Regions from separate parts of the Mus musculus genome. Here all the other regions are linked to region 2. The links are chromatin contacts, called in public Hi-C maps. All regions are on one chromosome and are shown on one strand. Each heading gives the region's core, a stretch centred on a gene start, on an enhancer-like site or on the middle of the called end of the contact. The rest is flanking DNA. Distances are from core to core; before and after follow the strand shown.

Region 1 (4,135 bases), core at 374-2,873, 150 kb after region 2:
GTGTGTATGAAAGGATGGACACATTCAATATAGTAGTTTGTTGTTTGAACACTAGTTTGGGTACAAACACCAGCTGTGTAAATGCTCAACTCAAAATGTACTAAATAAAGTACAAAAGTCACAAATTTGTAATGTCACATGATTATTTTATGACTTGTTCATTTGCATATGATTCCTAAAGTTAAGGAATAGTAAAAAAAAAAAAAAAAAAAGTAATAGATTTGCCACATTAAATCAGCTCCGACAAACAGTTCACACCAACCCTCCCAAGGCCTTTCTTCATCTTCGGTCACATTTTACCTTCGTGAGTCTGCCTCCGAGGAGTGCCACTGATGTTAGAGAATTCAGCATCACACTAGAACTGACATCTCAGGTCTTGAATCTAACAGTGGTGCATTTGAGGCAGCAATTCTGCTTCCTACAGCCAATGTGCTGCGTGAGCTTTGGCTGCATGAGGTCCTCGCAGCCCAGACCCACCATTCAGAAATCCATCAGGTTTCCAAATCAAGGTCCCTTGGGTCTAGAGGATTCTCCTGACTGATCTCTGAGATAATCTGCAATTGGAATGAAATAAATGGTAGGACATAGAAAACAACACATTTTAATTAATAAGATCACTTTGAGCAGAGACTTCAGAATACATTTAGTGCTCAGCCCCACCCCTAATCCTTGTAGTTTATACAGGGTACTAAGGAGCCATTTCCCATTTGTGTTCTAGGTTTTTGTCAAAGCTGCTCATGGAGTTTAGCCTCCTCTAAATATTAGTTTCTGTGATTCTGGTTTGTGTCGTTCTGACAGCTTTGAATTGAATCACTTGATAAAAACACAGAACCAATTAAATCTTTTGATATAGCAAAGTAGACCATAATCTTTCTTGGATCAAAACCTGAGTGTATACAGAACTCCCAATGACTCAGAGTCAATATGAGAGAGAGAGAGAGAGAGAGAGAGAGAGAGAGAGAGAGAGAGAGAGAGAGAGGAAGAGAGGAAGAGAGGAAGAGAGGAAGAGAGAACAATCCCTGTATGGAGAGCATTATTTTCTGAAGCAAAATTCAGATCACATCTGCAGATAACGGAGTTTAAAGCAGTATAACACATTATGGAAAGGTAGGGCCTGTAAGTCCGATAGATACATGATACCCATCAGAAGATACCATTAGCATCTCCCCCAAAAGCCCTGGAAGGGAAAATTCACACTTTCGAATTTAGTTCTAAATCTGATCATGCATGCTGGCCAGTACTCAAGTATAAGAAAGCATAGGTGCTTGCAAAGTTGCTATGTCATCAGGCTACCAGCACCCATTGGTAATAGTAATTGGAAGAACAGGGCAAGTCTGGATAAGGTGCTGTGTCGTCATGTGTTGCTCTTCACTATACAACATTAGTCTATGCTATTTCTGGAAGGAGGGTACAGAGTAGCCTTTATTCAGAAATGGCATGTGAAAGTATTTTGAGTTTACAACAGAAAATTCAAAATGTAAGTCCACACTACATTAATCAGAATATTATATCTAAACAAATTGATTGGTGTTCAAACAAACAAGCCGCAAATGAAAACCCAACCCCTATCTGTGTGCAGAGAGGAAAACTTTGACTTGTTTGCCAAAATGGATTCAGCCGTGGGCACATCAACCCCAGTGACATAGGTGTTTCTTGGACCTGTTTTAGCCAGCACTGGATGCAGAAACCCTTGAGTAGGGAGACGTGGGTAAGTTATTTGCCCTTGCTTGTTGTAGGTGCCAGCCTGCTTTTCACAGTCTTTCCTAAACTCTAACCAATCTCTTGATTTTGCTGGGAAACCTCTAAATTCGAGTGTGATAATGTAGATTGAAGTAGCATTGAAAAGAAGAAGGAAAAAAGAAAGCCTTTTGAAGGTGCTCTGCAACCACTTCAACAATCTAAGGAAAACTTACTTTCACTCAAGAGTCACACTCAAAAAGGCAGAGGCCCCACCTTTACAGAATATCAGCTCTCTAAGTGACTTTTGCACTGGGGTGCAGAAGGAACAGACATTTCCGTCTTACGCAACAGCCTTTAATTGGTTAAGATTAAGAGCTGGCCTCTCCAAGAATCCTCAACTGTCTTTCGTTTCCTGATGTAGTTAGAGGAACTCATGGAGCAGAAATAGAGTATAGAGCTGAGCGCTTTATCTAAGCATCTCATCTTCACTAGTAAGTGTCTAGAAAATTCCCAAAGAAGTTTCCAACTCTAAATATTTGTTTTGTTTTCTTCCATGGCTTAATGCCAAAGACGGTTATAGGCTGGATTAACTTTGGCCATGGGGAAAGTAGCAGCACTGGAGATAGAAAACATGTGAGCTCCTAGCCCTGCTAATGAACTGGCCCTAGCACTTGCTGGGCTGTGCGTGCTTGCCCTGACAGGAGAGGGAAAAGGGCTGAAAAGGAAGGAAGCAGGCACAGCAGGAAGAACAAACCAGAGCCTTCCCAAAATAGAGTTCACCTTTGACCGGCTCTTCAAGTTTCCTGCTTTGAGTCCATGTTCCGGTGCACCAGAGGACGCGTGTCCAAGCCCATTTAAGCCTGTCCTTGCCCATAAGCTCTAATCTTTTTCTGAATTTGATGTCCTTGTCCTTTGTAGATGTCAGATACACCCGAGTCAACACCATTTGTTCTTTCGTTTGCTAGAAGATTCTTTCTACTTTTAGCCAAGAGTCAAATCATTACTGAAGTCTCGTCGTCAGTTGATTTCATGGAGGTGGTCTTCTAGGACACAGGACTGAACAGGAGCCTTCTGAAAAACAGATTGGTTATAGTCCATGTTTCAACCAACCAGTATCTCCAACTTTAGATTGCAAGCCATTTTAATTTATGTTTCTTCCGTTAAAGAATCCCACCAGCCATGCCAGGATATAGGCATGACTATTTTTCTGTTCACCTTTGCCCAAGTAATTTTTTGTAATAATAAGATCTCAATTTTTTGCCCAAATGATTGTTTGTATGTTAAATACTATTTTGTCTTATTGTATGCCTTCAATAGGTGTAATAACTCCAAAATCCAAAATAATACCAAAATAGGTTAATTTTGGTGGTCTAAGGTAAATGGTTATGAGAAGAAATAGCTTTTGCACATACTTCAAGTGTATTTTTGTTTTTATTAGGGTTGGTTTCAGACATTCCTTGCATTTTTTGGAAATCTTTTGATTTGCTCCTGCTTTAATGTGTCATGTAAAACTCTCTACCTTTTACTGAGGCATATTAACCACTGGGGAAAAAATTTAAAACAGTAGAAATAGTTGAAGCCAGTTTTAAAGACCTGAAAGCTAAAGTAAAACTTTCAGGTTATAAACCTCTTATTTTCAGATATGTATAGTGCTAATAGACCAATAAAAGGTAGCATTCATTGTTTATTGGACACCGCCATTCCAATGGTTTTAGACAACCAACTCATTCTTTTATTATATTTCCTGTAGGGGAAAATTAGTATTATGGAATACTTCTATACTAATCAATATTCAACGTTTGTTTTGAGACTAAGTTGAGATGAAGTTAATTGTATGTGTTCTCCTATTACCATAGTTGAGGAATATTATTGGTAGTCTAGTGTTCTGTGTTTGTGGTCCCCTTCAAAATAAGGGCACAAGGAATGATGAAAAACCAACATCACAGTGCCTAGACAGATAGTTTAGACATTAAGAACAGGTACAATTGTTGCAGGGGACCTGGGTTTGCTTCCCATCACCTGCTGAGTAGCTCATGTCATTCACATGCGTATACACTCACACAGACACACAGATAATCAAAAAGAAGTCTTTAGAATATCACAGAAAACAATCATTGTGTTATTTAAAGTGAGTATTCTGTTTGTTAAAGACAACACAGATTGATTATATACAGTGATACTGTGCAAGGTATTAGGTACCAACTTTCAGACTTTCAGTGGGAGGCAGAGGAGGCTCCAATGTGATGGTTTAATAGAGCATGTTTACATAATTTATCTGCCATCTAGTATATATCTGTATATCATCTCTCTATCATCTATTTATGTGTATGTTTAAATATTTCAATTATCCACGTTAAATTCTAGTGTCATTTCCCTTTTTTGCAGAGGAAGAAACTGAGGCAGAAACAGTCAAGGATATTATAAAAGCTCTCATAAATTAGTCATTGGTAGGACT
Region 2 (4,035 bases), core at 905-3,404:
GAAAGGTCACAGGGGTCACCTAAGACTATCAGAAAACAGATATTTGCATTACCATTGAATTCATAACAGTAGCAAAATTACAGTTATAAAATAGCAATGAAAATAATTTTATTGGGGCCACTACAATATGCTGAACTGTATTAAAGTGTTGCAGCATTAGGAAGGTTGAGAGCCACTGACATAGAGCATCCATTTCCAAAATGGCTGACTCGGGTACCACGTGTTCCTCTCTGTAAGGCAGGTGAATGTCCATCAGACCTAGCATTCCCCTCCTACAAGAGCAAGCAACCTTAGCGAGACCAATCAGGTACTGTGGAGGCTTTAATGCATTAGCTTTGAAAGCCATATTGTCCACTTGTGCTTACTGGTCAAGCAAACCAGTTCTAGGCAATGTTGAGGGTGACTAAGCAGGGCATCTATGCCTGGGGCAATTAGGGGTGACACTAGTGACCTCATTTGTAGTTCTCTTCATGTGGCCTTTGTAGCTGCGTGTTTGCAGGCCACTTACTTCTAGTACAGCCACAAGGACTATATAAGACTCTTAGCATCTCCTCTCTGAGGTCTGGCCATAGTTCTGTTTAGTTTTTGTGGCTAGATCACTGTCTCCTGTGATCCAACTGTGGTCCACAACAAATGCTCAACATCTGCGATCCTGCCAGATCCCAGACTCCAACTGGGATCAATAGATTTCCTTCCTTTGGCTCATTTACCACCTATGGCTCAGACCAAAAATGGCCCTGTGTTCCTTCCACTGCAAGGGGCACTCACCATTCACTGGGCTTTCCTTGTCTATCATTTCCCTCTTAAATTCCTCCCGTCAGCCTTGAACTGTGGACTGGTACCCTACAAACTCCGTTCTGTTAGGGCAAGATTTGTTTTGATTTGATATTTTCACTCTATCTTCAAAGCCATTCTTTCCCAGATCCTCTGAACTACTCTTTTTCTTTCCTATACTGAGAAATGAACCCTACCTTGAACTTCCCATCACTGAACTACATTTCCAGCACACACACACCTACACACACACACACACACACACACACACACACAACCAAATAAACAAACAGATGCAGCTATGTACTACCAGGTTTTATTCAGTGACACTAAAAATTGAATTTCCTCTGTCACAAACTGTTCTGTTTACACTAGAGACTGAACATAAGCCCACCTGCCTGGTAGTCAAGTACTCTACCCCTCGGCTAGACCCTATTGCTGATTCTTGGATCCTATTATATCCTTGAGGGGGGTTCATTCCCTCTACCTATGTTTTCAAATTCTATGATTTAATCCACTCTACAATTCACTTCCATATTAAACCTTTCATCTTCAGGTTTGGACACAATTTTAATTTTACACAGATCTATCCTGAAGCGTGATATGAGCACCCGGAATGCTATCATCAATGGACACTTGGGAGGGGTATTAAAACCTCAAGGTTATGGTGCTGTCTTTTTGGCCTTCCTAAAACTGTATATAACCAGAAGTAGAAATAAATGCAGACATCCCAAAGATGTATGGTGATTTATAATTGCAGAAAAGGGAGAAAATATGAAAGAAGTTTCTTTAAAAATAGTGTCCAAACACATACTTATCAGGTGACCTGTCAAAATATTTCAACGCCGTTTGTGCAATGACTTACACATGACCCTGTTACACATACCAAATGTGGATACAATAAAACAAACGTATGACGGCTGGTTTAAAATAGATCATAGTATTGCTCCAGGAATAATAACTCCGATTGTTCATCAGTTTGCCTAGACTGACAGAAGGGCAATACTAGGGATCAAACCCAAGGCCTTACACATGCTAAGCAAGCCTTGCACCGCAGCCCAGAATGTACCCCAGGCTGGTCTTCAACTTGTAAAGTCTCCTGTTTCGCCTTCCCAAAAGCTGGCCTTGGAGGTGTGCATTAGCACACCCAGCTTGCCTGTCTGTTGTTGGGTCTGATTTCTGTCAGCTCTAAGGAGAGCTCGTGAAGTCCCTTTCATCCTGGTCAGGCGATCTCATGCACAGAGATGAGGAAGGTATCTCACGGCAGGTTCAGTTTGGGTGCAGATCTGGAAGTGGCAGGGAGCTCTCCAGATGCTAAGTATCTTACTGACTCTCTAATGGCCAAGTCAGCAGCAGGCGAGAGAATTAGGTCAGGCTGGCTCAGATGGGTAAAGATGACAGAGTCTTAGCAGCAGCAGCACTGGCAGCAGCCTCATGGATACTGTGTACGTTCAAACTCTAGAGCAAAGGACATTTCTCTAAAACTTGTTGAAATAATAGAATATTGACTATAATATTCTCTTACAGAATACTTACTAGTATTTGTCATTAAAATATTGTTTTGAGATATATTTAGCCCTATGGTGACTTGAGGTGACAGAGTAGGTGGGTTCCATTAGAGGGACCTCCCTGCTTTGCAGAGGTGAAAGGCAGGGGGGATACGAGGAGGGGCTTGTGAGGAGGGGGCTGGCAGAAGGTAATTGCTGTGATTGGGATGTAAAGTGAATGAATGAATAGACAGACAGACAGACAGACAGACAGATCATAAATGAAACAAGTATTGTCTTGAAGTCAGAAAATCTTGACTGCGTGTATTTAAAACCATGAAGCATACAACTTAAAACTATTTCAGTTTTTCATTACTGCTCCCCTCAGTGCCTGTGATTTTTTTTCATTATTTTCCTAGTTTGTTTCTGCATTTCACAGAGGAAACAAACTTACAGTGAACTATGGGTAATTCCATCCACTGTATGCTTGGAAGAAGTATTGCAAAGACTAGCCCTATCGGCTACCCCGTGCATTTTTTTACATTAAATTAAAGTTATAAAACCCAGGCACATAAAAGAGTGTTCTGTTACCCTCTCAGGATGGTGAGAGACATTCAGTATTGTTGTAAATAAAACAAATGCAAAAAATCAGATGGCTGCTCTTAGAATAGCTTTAAGAATAATACATAGCTCTTAAATGTCCCGAAACCAGGAAAATGATATTTGTAAGATGTATGTGCATCTACTTCCTACCAACGAACCTTCTTGACTTCTTGTTAAAATTGTGTTTTGTACAACTAAGCGTCTTACAGTTCACAATAATGTTGCTGCCCTTCATTCCTGTTTTTGTGGAAATTCTAATACATTTAATCCCTTCCCATGGGTTGCCTGTTTATTTTTTTTCCTTTCCAAATGCTGCCATCTTCTGGTCAAATTATATCACTTCATGCATAGCAGAAGGTCACAGTGTCAGGCAAATTTGCTTTCTCCAAACTACTAAGAATTTGTCTTTAGGAGTGACCCAGTTGAGTTTGCCACTCTGATGTGCCAAGCCTGGGCAGACTGAAGCAAGTCCTCAGAACTGTAAGACACAAACTTCACAGAGAACATTCCATGACACGTCATGACACACAGTGCGGGTTACACAAAAAATGCGAACCAAGGGACAGACAGACAAGACCTCCAGGAATATGTGATTTTTGTTTCATGGGCTTCTGATTTCATAGAAAAATATAATGAACTCATGTAATATTCGCTTGTTATTATTTTTACATACTTTGTTTTTAAAGTTGGGCCTCTCAGAAGACTCAGTGCTTCACAAAACTGCTTACCACATAAATGTCCTCCTTTCAATGAAGTGGATAGATATTTTGTGTCTGGCAAATTTCATCTGCCCATATAACTGTTCATATTATACATTTTTGGAAGACTTTTTGTAAACAGTGTACATCTTTCAGTGGCTGGATTTGCTATGTAGACTTGTGATTATTCATTGCTCCCTCCCTCATGTGTGATTCCAAGTCATTCATTTATGGGGCACAATAGACATCTTATAATGCTCCAGGTTTCTGCACAAAGGCACAAAAATATCAAATAGAAACAAAATGCTGTCCCAGACTTGAAACTGTAGGTGCAAATTAGTAGATGTTTTTGGTCAAGTCATGGAACTCTGTGATGTATCCTTCTGTCCTAACTTACCCCAGCAAAAATACTTTAGTTCAAAGACACCAAAAACTAGCAAGTCATGGTGCAGATGTGGGAAACCTCTGTGTAG
Region 3 (4,127 bases), core at 941-3,440, 190 kb before region 2:
TGAACTCACAGCCTGCCTCTACCTCCCAAGTGCTGGGAAATCAGGCATGCACCACCATTCCCAGTAACAACAAACTTTTCATATAGAAATATTTTCTGTTTGCTTGGCATTTACTAAAGATGTAATTTTTCTATACACCCTTATATTTTTTTCTATTTTCTTGAAAATATTATGATGTACTCTAAAATACACATTCCATACATATGCATGCATCTCTGTCATGTAGGATTAATGTAATGCAGAAATGTATTAATGGAATATGTCCCTTCTGGACCATTCCACAGCTCTAATTTTTATACACTTACAGATTTGTGCACTTTACCTCTGGTGTCTTCCCACGACAATGAGATAAGATTTTTTTGTTTAGGTTTTGGATTGACTTGGCTTTTACATTTATCCCCCATAGGCTAAGTCCCACACTTTGTCTTTAATGATGTGTCACCTTACTTCCTCCCTATGTGGTCAGTTCAACATCACTTTTCTCCATTTGGTTTCTCCTACTATTGTCAGATTATCACTCTGATAGCCTGCCCTAAATGTTGATTTTTCACTTGCTTAAAGTAAAAACATTCTTCATGTTCCCCTGAAGGTGCTTCCATTTCATAGAGCTGTAACAAGACCTGCACTTGGCCACAGAAATCAACATGACAGCATTTACTCTAATGGAGCTCACGGTGACCTAACAGAAGGTTTAAAATAAATAGAGGCAAAATGGTAAGCACTCATTGTCAGACTGAACCTGATAGTCACAACATGAATACCAAGAAAGATGAATCTTCATTTGTGCCTTAAAGAGAGGGTTAGGCAGGAAAGCCAGCTGAGAGTATCAGCGTTTGCATTTCTGTTTTATGGATGTTGCTGCAAAATTACTTTAAAAGCTTTATTCTCTAAGTACGTCGTTTGAACAGAGCAGACTGCCTAGGGAAGCTAAGAGCTAAAGTTAAAGAAGGCAGAAGAGAACTATTCCAGCTGTTACATGCATAGTGGAATCCCCTTTCTATAGGTAGCGCTTATTTTATGTGCAGACAAGAATAAGATCGTGCTATTATTTGTGGGAATTGTGTCCTCCCTACAACTCACCCCAACAAATTCAAAATTCTGATACTCCAAAAGTATCCCTTTGCCAAAGCAGTCTGCAGAAGTAACCAAGTTAAAATAAGTTCACCAGGGTAGAGTGTCCAGTGTCTTATAGAAAGAAAATTCAGACAGGCATCCACAGAAGGAGAATGTCACATAAAAATAAAGGTAGAGATCAGATGTCCTACTCCATATCAGAAGATATCAAAGCTGTGAGAAAACCACCAAGGGCAGAAAGAACCTGAAAAAAATTCTAGGTCACAGTACTCAGAAAGATGGTATGGTGCCGATACCCTGACCCCTAGACCTTCAGCCCTGGGGAGGGTAAGGAGATAAGTTTCTACTCCTAAGGCACCCAACTGTCACCTCTGTCACAGCAGCCAAAAGGAACAGTATAGATGTTAGACAAGAGCGCTGCTAGGTAATCAAGTGAAATTTTCTGATTTGAAACATAGGAATACAAAATGAGTTCATGGACAATTTTGAAGAAAATGCAATGCAAAATTTAGCCATCGTATAAAGGAAAATATTAACAAGTAATACTGCCCTGAATTGTATAAGTGGTTCCAAAACTATTGAATAATCCTCCCTCCATACCTTCAAGGCAAAATCTGCATGTCTCTATCCACAACATTCCTTCAGGAAGTCCCAAGACTGTCAGATGGTGCCTGTACTGTTTAGAGTTAAGCCTTTTTCTGATTGTCAGCGGAATGAGGAGGGGGTGCTGTAACTGGTAAGAAATAGTGTGAAAACCTCTTTAAAAATGAAGATTAATCTTATTTTCGTGTAATAATGGCTTCAGCATATTCTGGTTGTTGGGGTTTTTTTTGGGGTGGGGGAGATCCATTATTTGTGCTATATATAAATATACCCATTTAAGCTGGGAATATCTTAGGGTTTCTTGAGAGCATAAACTTCAGTGAAGTATATGTCAGTGCCTCTACTGATGTATGTATGAATACACCCACAGCTGATGGTAAATACAAAACTAGGGTCTGCAAACAAAGAATGGTCACTTTGTCTGCAATAGCATTCTCTGATTGCAAAGAATCCCTTGGGAATTCATGGCTGGAGACAAGCCCCACCCTTTCAAAGGGCTCCTGTGCTCACTCATGACTGTCTTTGCATTGCAAGGGCATTTACTTGTTCTGTTCAGCTACAGGACAACGCATGGAATCAACCAGGTAAAATCTTTCTTTTGCTCATTTTAAATTAAATAGCATTCACAGGACATGACCAAGTGAGAGGTTTACATCTTGAAATATTTCTGAAATTGTGATCAAAATATCTGATTCATGAAAATAAGGTCTGCAGGTAGGGAACTATATATGTACAAATATACACAATTGATATATTCAGTGTCATTTTCTGGCATTGGCTTAAACCTTTACCTAAAATGTATAATGATTTCACAAGGAAATAGGACATTTTAAAAATTACCATGGAGTGATGCTTTTTCATAAATAATTTGAAAAGATGGTGTCTGCTGAGCAGTTCACTGTGAAAATATTTATTTGGTTTAAATGATGATGACATTTAGATTTTGTGTTTGACTTTTTGTTTTCATGGCCCTTATGTAATTATAGAATTTGACTTTGGACATTGTGAAATTCATTCACTTTTGAAGCAAACTTTACATAGGCTTGTAGTTACAGTGATCTAGAAAAGCAATTTTATATTATTCTTCTTGTTGTAACTTCTTCATAGAATATATTCATCTTTATTCTGCTAATCATTTGCTTCCTCGGACAGTTAAGAATTCCTCTAAATGGAGTCACAGAATTGCAGAGAAATGCATTGCTTAGCTTTCTTAAAACTCAAAACTGTTTAATCAAACTGAATGAAATGATTGGGGGCTGCTTGCTAATTGAATGAACAGACAGCATGTTTTTCCTTACACCAACCTATGCCACTAATGGATAAGCTCATTTTTCCTTCCCTAAAGTAATTGCGCAGACCTTAATTTAAAATCCCTTGCATTTACTTGGTTAGCTGTTCTCAAATGGGGCAAAGGTCTTGAACATTTATCCTAGGGAGGTTTAAACTGTCAGTTTGATGAAGAGAGCAAGAAACCTTCAGAATAACTAATTAAAATCGGCCTTCCTTTATTTATAGTGAACACCTTATCTATTAGTGTTTGTATGGAAGACAATGGTGTTGCGAGTTAATCTTTATGATGCTCCGTCTCTGCTCTTCATCCACAGCCATTCTGTTTCCACGTCACCAGGAAATTCTAAACAAACTGTTAAAATATAAACAGTGAGTTTTAGTAATCAGGGAGTTTAACTATCTGAGTATGTAAAATGTAATATTAGTATAAAATATAATATTAGTACAAATTAATCCAATATTCTAATTATTAAAGTATTGAATCTTAATGCAATGACGTTTCTACCCCCATAGGAAATCTTTCATGAAATAGTAAAGGTCAAAGTTAGTGATAATCATTAATCAAACTATCCAAAGCAGTAAGTTGAATATATGAATTGCTATTTTAATATTTCAAAGCTTGCAATGAATGAAGATGTTCACATAATGAGCAGTATGACATATTTATGTAATCTTCCTAATGGGAAAAGATTGGTGCCTAACATGAATGGATGAATAAGTAACCGTAGCATGGTATCAACTGAATGAGTGGATGTTGCCTAATATCACTAATAAATGAATGCTTCCACAGAAATAGGGCTATGAAGCTTACCCCAACTCCCCATTGAGAGACACAAGGACAGTATTTCCATCAGCATCAGGAATACAAGGCTACAAATATTATTTAATATGGTTTTAACTGTTATCGGGAAGTACGAATTAGATCAACTAAAGTACACACCATGTGAAAATTTTAACATGTTTATTACCCTTAACTAAATTAATATTCTTTCTTTCTTTTTGCTATATTGAAAGGTATGTTGTCCAATGTATTATCTATTTCATGTATCTTTAACTAAAAAATTAAAAAGTTAAATTAACTCTTTAGTATAGTGTTACAAGCAATGGAAATATGTATGCAGACAGCCCGATGTGACAAACTAAGAACAGTACCAAAGGAA

What was found. Hi-C and Micro-C count contacts between places; a contact is called where the count stands out from the background.
Region 1: a Hi-C map of the N1E-115 cell line shows a contact between it and region 2, with 2.4 times the contacts expected there. The contact joins two enhancer-like sites. A contact is called at or near these places in 3 of 39 promoter capture datasets (the HPC-7 cell line, liver and stem cell-derived epiblast-like cells), 4 of 484 Hi-C or Micro-C datasets (the HL-1 cell line, the N1E-115 cell line, nephron progenitors and 1 more) and 2 of 115 datasets of contacts at active chromatin or transcription factors (heart atrium and liver).
Region 3: a Hi-C map of the N1E-115 cell line shows a contact between it and region 2, with 5 times the contacts expected there. The contact joins the promoter of G630064G18Rik here to the enhancer-like site in region 2. A contact is called at or near these places in 7 of 39 promoter capture datasets (the 3T3-L1 cell line, frontonasal cranial neural crest, hippocampal neurons and 3 more), 2 of 484 Hi-C or Micro-C datasets (the N1E-115 cell line and embryonic fibroblasts) and 2 of 115 datasets of contacts at active chromatin or transcription factors (embryonic stem cells and heart atrium).

The regions. Positions count from the first base shown.
Region 1 is chr8:36,683,464-36,687,598 of GRCm38.p6, reverse strand. All of the region lies in intron 5 of Dlc1 (deleted in liver cancer 1), which reads left to right. Among named protein-coding and RNA genes, the nearest start is that of Trmt9b, 230 kb to the right of the region's middle. Within about 2 kb of position 1,623, at least 25 of the 459 cell types and tissues checked have an H3K27ac peak or open chromatin away from gene starts, as enhancers often do. A contact at or near this core is called in the N1E-115 cell line and heart atrium, where this site is marked.
Region 2 is chr8:36,831,225-36,835,259 of GRCm38.p6, reverse strand. All of the region lies in intron 4 of Dlc1 (deleted in liver cancer 1), which reads left to right. Among named protein-coding and RNA genes, the nearest start is that of Dlc1, 120 kb to the left of the region's middle. Within about 2 kb of position 2,154, at least 16 of the 459 cell types and tissues checked have an H3K27ac peak or open chromatin away from gene starts, as enhancers often do. A contact at or near this core is called in the N1E-115 cell line and heart atrium, where this site is marked.
Region 3 is chr8:37,022,301-37,026,427 of GRCm38.p6, reverse strand. It overlaps G630064G18Rik (RIKEN cDNA G630064G18 gene), which reads left to right and starts at 2,190. Exons shown (of 3, transcript NR_126063.1): 1 at 2,190-2,261.